2 separate regions of the Macaca mulatta genome follow, and region 1 is linked to region 2. A link is a contact called in public Hi-C data. All regions are on one chromosome and are shown on one strand. The core of a region is the stretch at or near the end of the contact, and the rest is flanking DNA. Distances in the headings are between cores, read along the strand shown. Region 1 holds the start of SEH1L (SEH1 like nucleoporin). Region 2 holds the start of AFG3L2 (AFG3 like matrix AAA peptidase subunit 2).

Region 1 (4,611 bases), core at 273-2,772, 530 kb after region 2:
AACTCTATTTTCTGCTCAATTTTGCTGTGAACCTGAAAGTGTTCTAAAAACTAAAGTCTATTTAAAAAAATCCACTGTTTCACCTAATTCAACGCTTCACTTCCACTCTGATAATCTCTGGCAACCACTGATCTGTTTACTGTGTTTATTTACATTGAATTAAAAGAATTTTTAAACTGTTTTGGTATTTTAATAATATTCAATATATTTTGACTGGACTTTCATAGTGAGCACTTTCTTTGGATATGAGTGTCTTTGACCCTCAAAAAAGTTATAGTTGTTATCAGTTATCATAAGAGGTGGGGTACACCTCTTAAGGTAGCAATACAATCTTATTTACGGTTGAAAAAGGTCATTTCGCCACTTCTGTTTGCAGGTTTCTGTGCAATCCGTCAGGGGACAGCTGGGACCAATCATTTAAAAACCTTTCCAGCCTGCTAATCTTACCATACCTCACATTCTTGTCATTCCTGGCCAAAATCCAAAGGGATTTCCTACAGCCTCATTTTTAGTTTTTTTTTTCTTCTGTACTTTCGCTCCCCTGACGCAAGCTTCCACCGTCTCCATCCTAAACTTTCCCACTACGCCCTCCAGAATGCCTTTTCCTATAAGCAAGCCCCCTGAGTCGCTGGCGTCTCGGAAGAGGCTCCTCCACTCTCCGTTGTGGCGGAATCCGTGATCCGAGCCAGGCGTCCTCCCGGGGGTCTGGTCCTCTTCACCTCCTTTCCCCGAGGACTCCGCCTCCCGGCGAGCAGGCGGCCCAGTTCCCCGGCCGCTTCCTTCCCCCGGGATGACGTTTCTACCGGCGGGCTCTGGTAATTCCTACTGTTTCCCTACCCCGTGGTGGCTCCTGGAACCCCCGGGCCCGGTCTGCCGGTAAAACGTTGACGCATTTAAACTAGTACTTCCGATCCTCTCCTCCCCGTCCAGCCTGCGCTCTTCGGCGGCCGAGCCTGGACTGCCCGTCATGCCCTCAGGCGTCTCCTCGCCCTCCCGGCTCCTCGGCCGTCCCTGCGGAGCGCGGCTCCTGACCACGCCCACGGCTCGCCTCCTCCACCCGCTCCGCGCTCCTCGCACGTGTCTGGGGGAAACGAGGACCGCGAGAGCAGTCTTCACTTTCTCATCCTTCTTCATTTCACAGTATACAAATAACCTCTTACTGCTTCTCATCACAGGTAACTCGCCTTTTGCAGAGCAACCGCCGCCGCCGAACGCTCAGAGCCCGGAGGCACCCGTACCAGTCCCGCAGGACGTGCGGCGCCGAGGACAGGGCGGGGCTTGAGGGGGCGGGAGGGCGGGGCGAGGCATGACGGCCCGGGGGTAGGCGGGGCTTACGGGCCAGGGGGCGGGGCGAGGCTTGAGGGACCGAGGGGTGGGGCGAGTCATGATGAGCCAGGGCCTGGGCGGGGCTTGAGGGGCCAGGGGACGGTGTGGGGCTGGACGGGCCCGTGGGTGGGGCGGGGCTTGGGGACCGGGGGTGTGGGCGGGGCTTGATGGGCAGGGGCGGGGCGGGGGCGTGGGCAGCACGCGCCGTGCGCTCCCGGGCTGCGAGGTCGGGCGAGGCTGCGGGCCGCGCGCCGCCGCCGCTGCCGCCGCCACTGTCCTCTTCGGAGGCGCGGGCCCGACGGAAGCCATGTTTGTGGCCCGCAGCATCGCGGCGGACCACAAGGATCTCATCCACGATGTCTCTTTCGACTTCCACGGGCGGCGGATGGCGACCTGCTCCAGCGATCAGAGCGTGAAGGTGCGCGCGGCGCTTGCGGGCGGGGCCGAGCCCGGAAGGAGGGGGAGTGGGTGGGCGGTGCGGGGAACACGGCTGTGTCTGGGTTTCAGTGACGCCGCGGGAAGCTGTGGGGTGGCGGCCGAGCCCTGGCTGGACGGGGCGGAGGCCCTCCCCGCCCGCGTATTGTGGGGTCACGGCGGCCTCGCGGGCCGCGCTCCCGTGCGCCTGCGCAGCTGGTGCCGCGTGCGCGCTCCCGCCCGCAGGGGACGCCGGGCTTTCGCTCGGGCAGCGCTGCGGTGGCTGCGGGCGGGAACCCGGGGGCGGGAACCCGGGGGCGGGAACCCGGGGGCGGGAACCCGGGGGCGGGAACCCGGGGGCGGGAACCCGGGGGCGGGAACCCGGGGGCGGGAACCCGGGGGCGGGAACCCGGGGGCGTCCCGCCGTCCGCCTGGGTGTGGCGTGTCTTGCCCGCACTGTTCACTCGAGGACCTGCAGTGGGACCTGGTGGGAGACTCTGCCTGGCCGGCGCTGTGTCGAGTTCTGTGCCCCGCCGGTGTTCTCTTACTGGGGCACATGGTTTTCTCCCTGGGTTCAGAGCAGAAGCTCACTTTGTTACGCCAAGGAAGAAAAATACAAACCGTTTACATCCAATGACTTCTCTGCTTGCTGCGCAGGAATGGGAGGGTTTGTTTCTTGAAGTTCCTGTAAAAGTCTGTAGACACTTCCGACAAGCAGAATTTCTTTTTTTTTTTTTTTTTTTTTTGAGACAGAGTCACTGTCACCCAGGCTAGACTGCAGGGGCACGATCTCGGCTCACTGCAACCTCCGCCTCCCGGGTTCAAGCGATTATCCTGCCTCAGCATCCCCACGTAGCTGGGATTACAGGTGCGCGCACCACGCCCGGCTAATTTTTTGTTTGTATTTTTTAGTAGAGATGGTGTTTCACCATGTGGGCCAGGCTGATCTTGAACTCCTGACCTCGTGATCCGCCCGCCTCGTCCTCCCGAAGTGCTGAGATTACAGGAATGTGGGGATGCTATATGGGATTTAGGGACCTCCCAGATGTGTTGCAGGATGAATGAAAGCTGGAGTGCGGCTTATTTTGGTTCTCGACAACTCCAGAGTCACTGAAAATCTAAAGGACAGTTTTTCCTTTTTCACATTCGAGTTTGATACCAATGATCTCTCAAAGATAAACTTTTTATAGGTAGTGTTGCAGTTCTTAAACGATGTAGTTTCTTTTTTTGAAACAAGTTTATTTTAGTTGTAATAAACTACGTTAACCGTTTTAAAGTGTAGAATTCAGTGACATTGAGCACAGCATTCACATTGCTGGGCAGCGTCACCACTGCTCATCTCCAGAACCTTTTCATCATCCTAAACTGAAACTCTGTACCCGAGAGCACCCTGTTGCCTCCAGCTCACCCTCTGGTAACCTCTTTTCTACTACTTTCGATTAATTTGCATATTCTAGGTACCTCAGATAAATAGAATCATAGAATATTCGCCCTTTTATATTTGGTTTATTTCACTTAATTTTTTTTTCTTTTTCCTTTTTTTTTTTTGAGACAAGGTCTGGCTCTGTCACCTAGACTGGAGTGCAGTGGTGCGATCTTGGCTTTTTGCAGCCTCAACATCCCAGGTTCAAGCGATCCTCGCACCTCAGCCTCCCCGGTAGCTGAGACTACAAATGCACGCCACCACGCCTGCCTACAAATTGTTTTTGTAGAGGCAGGGTCTTGCTGTGTTGTCCAGGCTAGTCTCGAACCCCTGGGCTCAAGTGATCCTCTCACCTCAGCCTCCCAGAGTGCTGGGATTACAGGTGCGAGTCACCTTGCCCAGCCCGCTTATGTCCATTTATTCCAGAGTACTTTTTTTTTTAAAGGAGGAGCCATGTATTTATTTGTATATATTTTTAAATGAACAAGTAATATATTTTTCTTTTTAGAGAGTAAAAAAATTACAGGCTTATTGCTAATGTTTGTTAATATTTATTGATTTCCTCTGTTTTTCCTTTAACGTTTTAAATTGCCATGGTACAGTGTGTGTATATACATACATGTCTTGTGAGAAATAGTGTTGTACTGAAAATTTTCATTAGTTTAGCATTTTATGTATTTTGAATGATTTTCTTAGGCTAATTCCAGAAGAGAAATTAGTGGATATTTTAAAAACTAGTGAAGAGAATTGGCAAATTGCTATTTTTCAGGTTATACCGTTTTTATACTGCCAGTGATAGTATTGATTTCATAGTGTTGTTGCCCTCGTTACATTTTTAATAGGTGAAATTGGCACCTTCTTACTATAATCTATATTTTTTCTGGGTAATAAGGTTCAATTTTTTTGTCTTGAGATGGAGTCTTGCCATGTTGCCCAGGCTGGAGTGCAGTGGCTATTCACGAGCGTGATCAAACTCCTGGGCTCAAGTAATCCCTCCTGCCTCAGCCTCTTGAGTAGCTGGGACTACAGATGTGCACCACCATGCCTGGTTTCAGTATTTTTGCTTTACCATTTGTTACATGTACAGTTGAGCCTATAGTTTGTAGATTCTGTATTTTTTGAATTTGTCTACTCTGAAATTTACTTGTATCCCAAAAGTCACACTGCTTTTGCAGTCATTTGTGCATGTGTGCGGAGTGGTGAAAAGTTTGAGTCTCAGGACAGACGTTTCCCATTGATATGAAACCAGGCGATACTCTATTTTGGCTCGTACTGTAAGCAGGTGTTTTTTGTGATCTATTTAGTGCAATGATTTTTTCATTGTTTGTTCTTTCTATTGGTGATTTCGCTGTTTAAAATGGCCTCCAAGCCTAGTGCTGAAGTGCTGTCTGGTTCCTATACAGAAGGAGGCGATGTGCGTTAAAGCGATAGTACGTGCGTTAGAGAAG
Region 2 (4,838 bases), core at 2,204-4,703:
ATCCCTAGCAATAATCAGTGACTGAATTTAACACCGAGGTTGTATTCTATGAAGAAATCATCAATGAAACTTCTTCTCCTCTGCATATCTAATCCAAGCTCTGCGTGTCTATCATTCAAGGAATAATGTGAGAGATACTAATTCACAACACTTAAGTTGAGTGCTCCGCATTTTGGAGAATTAGCCTTTATGTCTGACAACACGAGCACTTTTCAGTTGCTTTATCATCAGCCTTATTCCTCTGGGCATAATACCTGAGAACTCATCTCTCAACACATCAGAATCTCTTCCCAAGGAACCTCACCGTGAAAGCAGTACTTCTGTCTCTGATCTTCAACGGTAGCAGGAACAGAAAGGAAAACCTGTCCTGTCAGACTCCCTCACAGCACAATAACGCCCAGGTGTCACCAGGCAGATCTTCAGAGTACCAAAGAGTAGGTATCACCACTGCCCCCGCCTCCCCTCACAAATTAATCAGCTACAGCTGTCAGCACAGAGAACTTCCTTATATATCAGCATCTGAGTGACATTTACAGGGACGATAGTGTCACTCCAAAGGAAGGCCTCTGGGTAACACTTTTGACATAAAACTGCAAGCTCACAACGCAGATCCCTACCTAGAACTGTATGTCTGAGTCCAATATTCACAAGCAGCAAAAGAAAAGGGGTCAGGCTAGGTGGGGGCGGCTCCTAGCACTTTGGGAGGCCAAGTGGATTGCTTGAGGCCAGGAGTTTGAGACCAGCCTGGCCAACATGGTGAAATACCATCTTTACTAAAAATACAAAATTTAGCCAGGCATAGTGGCGGGCACCTGTAATCCCAGCTACTCAGGAGGCTGAGGCAGGAGAATCACTTGAACCCTGGAGGCAGAGGTTGCAGTGACCTGAGATCACGCCACTGCACTCCAGTCTGGGCGACAGAGAGAGACCCTGTCTCAAAAAAAAAAAAAAGAAGGAAAAGAAGAAAAGGGATCAGAGCTTGGTAAAACAGGGAAATGGATACAATGCAGGAAACTGAAAAAGGACCTACCGCAGGGCAGCGTGGCATGACCAGAGCGAAGAAACTGATCTAAGACTGGCAAGGGAGCCTCAAAGAGTAAAAGTCATGAATGCAGGCACTATTATTCCCCCATTCCACGCCCTTTTTTTTTTTTTTTAAAGACAGGTTCTGTCACCCACGCTGGAGTGCAGTGGTGCAATCACAGCTCACTGGAGCCTCAACCTCCTGCGCCAAGCAACCCGCCTTGGTCCCCCGAGTTGCTGGGACTACAGTCGTGAACCACTGAGCCCAGATAATTTAAGAAAACAAAAATTCGTAGAGGCCAGGAGCTGTGGCTCAGGCCTGTAATGCCAACACTTTAAGGGGACGAGGTGGGCCGGGCGCGGTGGCTCAAGCCTGTAATCCCAGCACTTTGGGAGGCCGAGATGGGCGGATCACGAGGTCAGATGGAGACCATCCTGGCTAACACGGTGAAACCCCGTCTCTACTAAGAAATACAAAAAATAGCCGGGCGAGGTGGCAGCGCCTGTAGTCCCAGCTACTCGGGAGGCTGAGGCAGGAGAATGGCGTGAACCCGGGAGGCGGAGCTTGCAGTGAGCTGAGATCCGGCCACTGCACTCCAGCCTGGGCTACAGAGCGAGACTCCGTCTCAAAAAAAAAAAAAAAAAAAAAAAGGGGACGAGGTGGGAGGATCGCCTGGGTCCTGGAGTTTGAGACCAGCCTGGGCAAGATGATGAACCCCACCTCTCCAGAATTTTTTTTTTTTTTTTGAGATGGAGTCTTGCTCTGTTGCCCAGGCTGGAGTGCAGTGGCCACTCTCAGCTCACTGCAAGCTCCGCCTCCCAGGTTCACACCATTCTCCGGCCTCAGCCTCTCGAGTAGCTGGGACCACAGGCTCCCGCCACCACGTCCGGTTAAATTTTTGTATTTTTAGTAGAGACGGGGTTTCACCGTGTTAGCCAGGATGATCTCCCTCTCCTGGCCTGGTGATCCGCCCGACTCAGCCTCCCAAAGTGCTGGGATTACAGGTGTGAGCCAACGCGCCCGGCCTCTCCAGAAATTTTTAAAAATCAACCATGGTGCTGTAGTCCCAGATACTTGGGAGGCTGAGGCGGGAGGATTGCTTCAGTCTGGGGCTGCAGTGAGCTGTGTTTGTACCATTGCACTCCGGCCTACGCGACGAAGCAAAAGCCTGTATCTAAAAATAAATAAATAAATAAAAAATTTTAAAAAAATTGTAGATCGGAGGGTCTGCTACACTACCCAGGCTGGTTTCCACCTCCTGGACTCAAGCTTCTCCCGCCTCGGCCTCCCGAAGTGCTGGGATCGCAGGCGTGAGTTCCCGCACCGGCCTATCTCCCCTCACAGTGAAGACGCTGAGCTGACTACCTCAAGGGCGCTGGGATAGCAGGAGGCCAAGCCAGGTTCCCTTGGCCGACCCGGGGACCTCAACCACCACCCGTACACCACCGTGAGGATGAGGAACAGTCACCTAAACAGTGAGAGCGATTATTGGACACGTGAACCTTTCCTTGAGGCAGATCACGGCCATGGTTCTGTCCACACACTATCATTATGTCAGCAACATGTATCAGGTCCTGTGTGTGTATCTAGAGGGATGGCTACCAACAGAGGAAGAGCCTCCCGCTGATAGCAGGCTCTAATATGCAACGAACACAGAGTCCCTGCTCCGAAAATGTGACATTCTTAATAATAATAGCTAATTCTGCCAGTCCTGGAATGCCCGCAATGGCCCCATTCAGCAGACGGGAACACGGAGACTCGGAGAGGTTAGGCAGCCTGACTCCAAAACCCGTCCTTGCGACAACATCGTGCTCGTGCTGCTGACTCAAAACTACAGACGCCTTCCTTCCGTGCTCCCGGGACATGAACGCGGGGACAAGGACGGCCACCAAGCCAACATGACCTTCGAGGCTTCAGCCGCCCCGGTGAAGCGCCAAGACCCGGCTCTACTGGAGCTGCGCGTTTTCAAAACTCGAATCCCACCGGCAGGGCTGGGCGCGAACCGGCGCTCAGCGGTCGGCGAAGAGACAGCGCGGGGGGCCGCGGCCCTCGGCAGGGACGGCCCGCGTGGGGCGGCAGGGCGGGGGCCAGTGACCTTGACGCCCGCTCTCCCGAGCCGGAAGTGGGCCCGAGGCCGGGTGGAGGGCGCCGGGCGCCCAGGTAGGACTCACCGTCCGGAGGCAGGGCTGCTCGCCTGGGCCCACGCCGCCAGGCACGCGCAGCTGCTGTAGGCCGCGGGGCCAGGAGCCGCCCCAGCCCCACAGCCGCAAACAGCGGTGCGCCATGGCCGCCGCCGTGGCCCTCTCGGCCCGGGACGCTGCGCAGGCGCGGGCAGGCGACCACTGGAGGCCTCGGGAAGCAGGCTCCGCTCGGGGAGAGACCGCCAGGCAGCGCAGCGCTCCCGCGGCTCACGGCGGAGCCCCAGCTCTCAACGCGGCGTCTCCCGCCGCCAGCCCCGCCCCGGCGCGCTGACGTCGACGTCTTCTCTCCGAAACCGGCCGCGACCTCAGCCGGTGCAGGAGAGCGGACCAAATGGTAGGAGCGTGGGGGCGGGACCGGAGGCGGGGGCCGACGAAGCGGCGTTGGGGGCGCGGCTGGAGGCGTGGCCGAAGAAGGACCTTAGAGGGCGAGGGGGAGCTGGAGGCGGAGCCGATGGCGAAGCGGGGACGGAGCCGAGGGCGGACAGGCGAGGGCGAGCGAGAGCTGGGGGCAGGGCCGATGGCGCACGTGGGGGGCGTGGCTGGAGGCGGGGCCAAGGAAGAACCGGGAGGGCGAGCGGGAGCTGCAGGCGAGGCCGACGGAGGAGTGGAGGGCGTGGCTGGAGGCGGGGACTAAGGGGAGACGCGCGCCTGGGATCCTGGGCTCCCGGGCCTGGGCAGCTGGGTGGGCCAGCCAGTTAGGAGCGAGGTGGAAGCAGCGAAGGCTCCAGCGGCGCCAGCTCAGTCGTCGGGTGTTGCTAGGGTCTGGAGACACCGAAGCGCACATTCCTGACCCTGGGAAGGCAAGGCGAAGATTCACAAGCAGCAGGGAGTGTTGGGGCCGTGCAGCCTGCGCTCTGGGAACCCTGTCGGGGAACTGGTGTTTGGAGAGCAAGTCGAGTCTTTCAGGTAGTGGAAACTACACATTGTTTCCTGTACCGTGACAGCGGAGGAAAAAAAGAGAGGTCTTTGAACCGAGGTGGGGGATTGGGGGGTTTTCTGAGACGGGCTCTCGCTCTGTCGCCCAGGCTTGCGATGCTGGACCTCAGGCAAAGGACAGTAATCCTTGAGAGACAGGAGACAAACCAGGTGAGTCCTGTGATTACCCCAATGGCAGTAAAACAATAAGAAAAAGATATACCAGAAACACCATCATACCATGCTCGCACAAAAGAAAACTGAGTAGACAGATTTTAGGGCAAGGAAATTCCAAACAAAATTAATTTCAGGGGAAAGAATATCACTAAGGATGAATAGTATCGGGTTTCTTTTCTTTTCCAGAGACAGGGTCTCACTCGGTCACTTAGGCTGGAATGCCGTGGTGCAATCGTAGCTCACTGCAGCCTCCAACTCCTGGGCTCAAGGGATCCTCCCGCCTCAGCCTCCCAAGTAGCTGGGACCACACGCGCTCGCCACCACACTCGACTTTTTTTATTTTGCGTAGAGATGGAGTCTCACTTTGTTGCTCACGCTAGTCTCAAACTCCTGACTTTAAGCAATCCTCCTGACTTAGCTTCCCAAAGTGCTGGGATTACAGATGTGAGCCACCCACACCTGGCCAAGAGGATTTTTATTATAATAAAGGGGTCAATTCATTAATAGGACATAACAACGTA

The links. Hi-C and Micro-C count contacts between places; a contact is called where the count stands out from the background.
Region 1: a contact with region 2 is called in a Hi-C map of liver, with 5 times the contacts expected there. The contact joins the promoter of SEH1L here to the promoter of AFG3L2 in region 2. A contact is called at or near these places in 2 of 14 Hi-C or Micro-C datasets (fetal cortex germinal zone and liver).

The regions. Positions count from the first base shown.
Region 1 is chr18:83,612,696-83,617,306 of T2T-MMU8v2.0, forward strand. SEH1L (SEH1 like nucleoporin) reads left to right here and starts at 1,523. Exons shown (of 8, transcript XM_077975392.1): 1 at 1,523-1,744. The coding sequence starts at 1,634. LOC144336546 (a long non-coding RNA gene) reads right to left here and starts at 1,265. Exons shown (of 5, transcript XR_013408429.1): 1 at 1,185-1,265.
Region 2 is chr18:83,080,992-83,085,829 of T2T-MMU8v2.0, forward strand. AFG3L2 (AFG3 like matrix AAA peptidase subunit 2) reads right to left here and starts at 3,454. Exons shown (of 17, transcript XM_077975364.1): 1 at 3,196-3,454. The coding sequence starts at 3,309. LOC144336549 (a long non-coding RNA gene) reads left to right here and starts at 1,142. Exons shown (of 3, transcript XR_013408433.1): 1 at 1,142-1,429; 2 at 2,036-2,105; 3 at 2,319-3,462.